2 separate regions of the Sus scrofa genome follow, and region 2 is linked to region 1. Evidence: chromatin contacts called from public targeted proximity ligation data. All regions are on one chromosome and are shown on one strand. The core of a region is the stretch at or near the end of the contact, and the rest is flanking DNA. Distances in the headings are between cores, read along the strand shown. Region 1 has its middle 60 kb from the start of MTDH. Region 2 overlaps PTDSS1 (phosphatidylserine synthase 1).

Evidence for each region.
Region 2: a contact with region 1 is called in a targeted proximity ligation map of alveolar macrophages. A contact is called at or near these places in 17 of 47 Hi-C or Micro-C datasets (alveolar macrophages, brain, embryonic fibroblasts and 12 more) and 1 of 2 datasets of targeted methods (alveolar macrophages).

What each region holds. Positions count from the first base shown.
Region 1 is chr4:39,171,769-39,174,980 of Sscrofa11.1, forward strand. No RefSeq gene overlaps it. Among named protein-coding and RNA genes, the nearest start is that of MTDH, 60 kb to the left of the region's middle.
Region 2 is chr4:40,306,298-40,309,509 of Sscrofa11.1, forward strand. All of the region lies in intron 10 of PTDSS1 (phosphatidylserine synthase 1), which reads right to left. Among named protein-coding and RNA genes, the nearest start is that of PTDSS1, 68 kb to the right of the region's middle.

The DNA.
Region 1 (3,212 bases), core at 268-2,767:
TGCAAAAGCTGGGTGACATGACATAAACCATGAGTGGCTGTGTTCTGGTAAAACTTTATTTGTAAGGATGGGTAACTGGCTGGCAGGCCCTCGTTAGCTCACCCTTCTTTAGGCCACAAACTTAGGGGAAATCAAAAATCGCTTTTGTTCACAAAGTGGACAACAACAGCCAAAAATGTCAGCCTGTTGTCCAAGGGTCAAGACGTTGCCAAGGCGGGACCACGTCTAATTCATGTGTTTGTTCTCATCACCTGGCACTAGCATTTGGCACATAATGCAGGTTCAGCAAATGCTTTCGAGTGAATAAATGGGAGTAGAGAACCAAGGCAAGGAGGTGAGGATTCCTTTGAAGGTTGAGAAGTTGCAGTTGGTGGCAATGTGCTATCAAGCTCTGGTTTAAAGTAAACACATCCTACCCCCCCACACCCCACCCCCGCTGCTTTTTGGCCGCCCCAGGCGAGGGATCAGACCTGACCCCCTGCTTTTTGGCTTCCCCAGGCCAGGGATCAGACTTGAGCTGCAGCTTCAAACTGCGCCTGCAGCTGTGGCAATGCCAGATCCTTTCACCTACTGTGTTAGGCCGGGGATCGAACCTGCGTCCTTGGCAATGTCTGGAGGAGTTTTCGGTTGTCACCACTTGCCAGGAGGGTTTCTGGCATCTAATAAGAGGTGAGGGACGCTGCTCCACACACTGCAAAGCACAGGACAGCCCTGTGACCAAGAACCAGCCAGCCCTGAACGTCAGTGGTGCTGAGGTTGAGAAATGGTGGTTTAAAGCTTAAATCACCCATTTAAGCTTAAAGCAGAAAAAGCCTGAATCAAACTTCTTGAGTTAGGAGAGCATCTGATCCCCTTTGGTATCAGAGCTTCTTTTTTTTTCTTTTTTTTGTCTTTTTGGCTTTTCTAGGGCCGCTTCCTGTGGCATATGGAGGTTCCCAGGCTAGGGGTCGAATCGGAGCTGTAGCCGCCGGCCTACACCACAGCCATAGCAACGCAGGATCTGAGCTGCATCTGCAACCTACACCACAGCTCATGGCAACGCCAGATCCTTAGCCCACTGAGCAAGGCCAGGGATTGAACCTGCAACCTCATGGTTCCTAGTTGGATTCGGTAACCACTGCGCCATGATGGGAACTCCTATCAGAGCTTCTCCTCGTCACTTTGTGCAAACCCCCTAACCCCCTGCAGACACTGGGCTCCCTTACACCCTACAAACTGAATACCCTCCTTCCTGCCAACTGAGCAAATCCCTCTGACTTGGGGACAGGGTGTTTCAAAGTTCCAGCCCGAAGAGTGGTTGTATTGGCACAAGAAGAAAAGTGAACCAACAGACTTTTCTCCCCTATACGTAAAGTAATTCAAGACTCAGCAAAATAATGAAACATATGGCTTTGCCATCAGAATGATGAGTTCATATTTCTTGTCTTTTCATCACTTTGTTTTAGGAAGACAGGGTAAGAAAAACCTGGGCTCTCGTTAGCTAACTTTTGAATCACCAGCAGAGGGCAGGCATTGCTTACCTAAAGGAAAACACAGTTCCCTCGGCGGTCAAGTACGCCCACGTAGGCAATGCCAGGACCTGCAGGAACCCACAGATTGATAAACTACCTCTCCTGGTCATTTTCTCCCTCCACGTCATAAGTGACGTGATTGAAGTTGTCTTGTGCTGCTATAATTCTATATCAGGGAAGATTTGATTTCTCCTCTTTTATGGAGACAACTATGTTGAGGTGATTTGAAAATCTTTCTTGGAGTTCTCGTCGTGGTTCAGTGGTTAATGAATCTGACTAGGAACCATGAGGTTGCGGGTTCGATCCCTGGCCTTGCTCAGTGGGTTAAGGATCCGGTGTTGCTGTGAGCTGTGGTGTAGGTTGCAGACTGGGCTTGGATCCCGAGTTGCTGTGGCTGTGATGTAGGCTGATAGCTACAGCTTCGATTAGACCCCTAGGCTGGAACCTCCATATGCTGCGGGAGCAGCCCAAGAAATGGCAAAGAGACAAAAAAAAAAAAAAAAAAATTCCACATTGAAAATAATGTATAAGCATCGAAGACAAGTAGAAAAAAATATAAAAACACAATGGAAATATTCACCTCCCAGAGATGATCACTGTTCATTTGATTTTTGGTGCTTTTTCTTGGTATCTCCTTTCCATTAATCCTTCTGAAATGTATCTGGAGCAGTGACATAGGAGGGTCTTTGACATACTGAGAAATGTATGAACCTGGAGTTCCTGTCGTGGCTCAGAGGAAATGAATCTAACTAGTATCCATGAGGACGCAGGTTCAGTCCCTGGCCTTGCTCAGTGGATTAGGGATCCAGCATTTCATTGCTGTGAGCTGTGGTGTAGGTCTCAGATCTGGCCCATGGTGCAGGTTGTGGCTACAGCTCTGATTCAGTCCCTAGCCTGGGAACATCCACGTGCTACGTGTGTGGCCCTAAAAAGACCAAAAAAAAAAAAAAAAAAAGAGAGAGAAAGAGAGAGAGAGAGAGAGAGAGAGAGAGAGAGAGAGAGAGAGAGAAATGTATGAACATGCTGTGTTTTCTTGTCTCTGTGTCTTTGCTCACCCCGCTCAATTGGAGACTCTTTTTCTAGTTTCTGAAAATCCACATCCAAGATTGTCTTCGAGGTCAAGCTCAAATATCTTGCTTGATTCTCCCCAGCAGGAATTGATTTATTTTCTCTGTATTTTGGGGGTCACTGTGTTTACGACTCTCATGGCCATTACCATGATCTTATTATGATTTGTATGTACAGGAGAATCTTCCTCCTACGTAGGTCTAAATCTTTTGAATGTGAGAATCTCACTTCATCTTTCTGCTTTCCATAGTGTGACACAGGGTGATCCCATGGTAAATATAAATCTTTGTATAAAGAAGGAAGGAAGGAAAGAAAGAAGAAGCAAAGAGGGAAGGCCATTTCTAATGCCATCTGGTAGAATTTTCTCAGAGCAGAAGACTTGGAGTTTGGGCATTTTGGGGAGTTGAACTGTGTCCTCCAAAATGACACATTGTCTTTTTTTAGGGCTGCACCCATGGCACATGGAGGTTCCCAGGCTTAGGGGCTGAATTGGAGCTGCAGCTGCTGGCCTACACCACAGCCACAACGCCAGATCAGAGCTGGGTCTGCCATAGCTCATGGTAACGTCGGATCCTTAACCTACTGAGTGAGGCCAGGGATTGGACCTGCATCCTCATGGGTACTAGTTGGGTT
Region 2 (3,212 bases), core at 349-2,848, 1.1 Mb after region 1:
CAGAGTCCTCAAGTGTCAAAAAAGAAAGGCGTCTGAGTGCTCCAGCTGGCCATTCTTCTTCCACATCAGTGAAGTGGGACTAGCAGCATGGTGGAGAGATAACATAAAATATAAGAAGACTCCCTAGTTCATTTTATATTAAATCCGTATGCAAACTGGTGTACTATGGGCATTAAAAAAAGTTCATACCTCTATCAAAATACTGGGCAATGAATAGATACATTAAAATTATAAAATGAAAGCTACATATTTTTTGTTTGTTTGGTTTTTGCTTTTTAGGGCTGCACCTGCAGCAAGCATAGGGAAGTTCCCGGACTAGGGGTCCAATCAGAGCTGCATCTGCCAGCCTATGCCACAGCCATAGCAATGCAGGATCCAAGCCACATCTGTGACCTACACTACAGCTCATGGCAGCGCCAGATCCTTAACTCACTGAACGAGGCCAGGGATTGAACCCGTTTCTTCATGGATACTAGCTGGGTTTGTAACCCGCTGAGGCACAACCAGGAACTCCCACAAAAGCCACTTCTAACCTTTAACATATTCTAGTACTTGTTCAGATTCTGATATACACCACTATTAAATACACCATTTCATGGAGTTCCCGTCATGGCGCAGTGGTTAACGAATCCGACTAGGAACCATGAGGTTGCGGGTTCGATCCCTGCCCTTGCTCAGTGGGTTAAGGATCTGGCGTTGCCGTGAGCTGTGCTGTAGGTTGTAGACGCAGCTCGGATCCCGCGTTGCTGTGGCTCTGGCGTAGGTCGGTGGCTACAGCTCCGATTCGACCCCTAGCCTGGGAACCTCCATATGCCACAGGAGCGGCTCAAGAAAAGGCAAAAAGACAAAAATAAAATAAATAAATAAATACATCATTTCACAGAAGAGCAAGAGTAGGAAAACTGGAGGATCTGCACATGGAAACCTACAAATGTTTTAGCGCCTTTACAAAGAGAAGAACAGACTGGCCTAGGTTGCACACAGAGGGCAGGCAGGACAAGTTCTACCTCCGAAGACTAGTCAGTGGCTAGGCAGTACTGGTGGGGAGGCTGGCCAAAGGACATCATTCTGCTAAGACCAAGGTAGCAGTGAGGGCTGGGTTGGCTGTCATTGCGCATCCTGCCCACCAGAGGGCAAGCATGCCCGGGCTTCTTCTCCAGCTTCCTTCCTTTCCTTGGGAGGGCAGGCGAGGCAAGTGAGGCTCTTTGGCTGCTGCCAGCTGGGCAGAGCTGGCTTTGCAGCTGGGCTAGGAGAAGTCTGGCAGGTGCTGGGCGACAGATGCTGCTCATCACAATCACCATGCAAGAGGCTTGCCACGGTTGCCAAATTTAGCACTTCGCTTGGGTACAAGAGGCCCCTTTTTCCCTGGTCCCAGGAGGAAGAAGCTTGAAATTTATGGGTTTGCAATCACACCTGTGGACATCTAGGCACATACCCACTTGAAATCCCAAGGCCTGGATTTAAAACAGCAATTGTCCGGATTTTGTTTGAGGAAAAGGGAGGAGAAAAGGAAAGAAAAACGTGAAGGCGGAGAGCCAAAGAGGCACAGAGCCATGGGCGTGTCATCTATGTCATGGTAACAAGCATTGGAAGGCACCCAGACGGATCGGACAATGGGCGCTGGGGCAGCTCATTACCCAGCATATGGGATCTTTGCTTCCACACTAATCTCAAATTCTGTGTATGCTGTCATACCAAGCAAGGCGGAGAGTTGGGGGCTTTGCTTCTCTCAGGGTAAAGACGTGGTGTTGACTCAAGGCTCTCTTACTGAATAATGTTATTGCACATCCTGCCCACCAGAGGGCATTCCTGAGACAGAGACCAATCTTGATCATTAATAAAGGCCACAATGATGAAAAAGTGCCAGGACCTTGTTTGTGCTTTTTCTCTAACTGGGAAATGCACAAGGCAGGGGGGATCCCTAGTCATCCCAGCCAACAGCTGCTTTTTGGGCCGGGTCCCCCCTCCATGGCCCGCATCCCTGATACTGCTCACTGGGATATTCTCATCTTTAATGTCCCCTTTCCTATGGCTGTTTCTTGGCCTCAGCCTGGCCTCTAAATTGTGGCTGCTCCCCAGAACCCGTTCTCAGCCAGCTGCTCTCTCCATGCTATGTTCCCTGACTCTTACCAACTCAATGGCTCCAACCACGTCCTACACACGGATCATCCCGACTCCTTCATCTCCACCACGGGCTGAGTCTTTCCAAAGCTACTGGACAGACCGGAATTTCCAATGACAAGGGACACCTTCACCTGTAAAATCTAAGGGTCCCTCTGGAGTTCCCTTGGTGGCACAGTGGTTAACAAATCTGACTAGGAACCATGAGGCTGCGGGTTCGATCCCTGGCCTTGCTCAGTGGGTTAAGGATCCGGCGTTGCCATGAGCTGTGGTGTAGGTCGCAGACATGGCTTGGATCTGGCATTGCTGTGGCTCTGGCATAGGCCGGTGGCTACAGCTCTGATTCAACCCCTAGCCTGGGAACCTCCATATGCTGCGGAAGTGGTCCTAGAAGAGGCAAAAAGACAAAAAAAAAAAAAAAAAAAAAAAAAAAAAAAAAAATCTAAGGGTCCCTCAAACCTAATCATCTCCTTTCAACAGGCTTCTCTGATATCCCTCAACCTGTTCCCAGCACCAAAAGCCACCCTGATGGCACACACAAGAAAGCCTAGAGTTGCCCCACCCAGCTTTGAGCTGGGCTCTCGATCCAGCCCTTCCTCTGCATCTTCAAAGCTGCTGCCTTGCTTAGGTTCTCACTGAGGTCCCTGCCACCCCCTTGGGCTCCCCCCTGCTCCAGGCCCTGCCCCTCCACACTCTTCACCTCCACCTGCTCTGTGAGATTTCTTTAAACCTGTCCTTCTCCAACTGCAACACACAGAGCCTGTCCTGAGATGCCCATCCCCTCCTTGGCCTCTCACTCTTTCCCCCGCCCTCACCCACACTTGTCTCAGCCCGCCCATGTGTCTTTGCCTCTTGCCCCTGTTCCCTTCTCCTCCCTGCCTTTGCCGCCTGTTCCCTGTGTACCAGGCACTGCACTGGACTCCATGGGGACAAAAGGATGACAGAAGCCTATTCTTTGCAAGCAGGAAGCACCATGTTAAGGAGACAGATACAACCACCAGAGCTGACATTGTCCTGGGGTTAGAATTCAAAGAAATACATACATATGCAGCTGGTCCCCCAAGAAGGAGTTGTCTAGTCTGCCTTGCAGG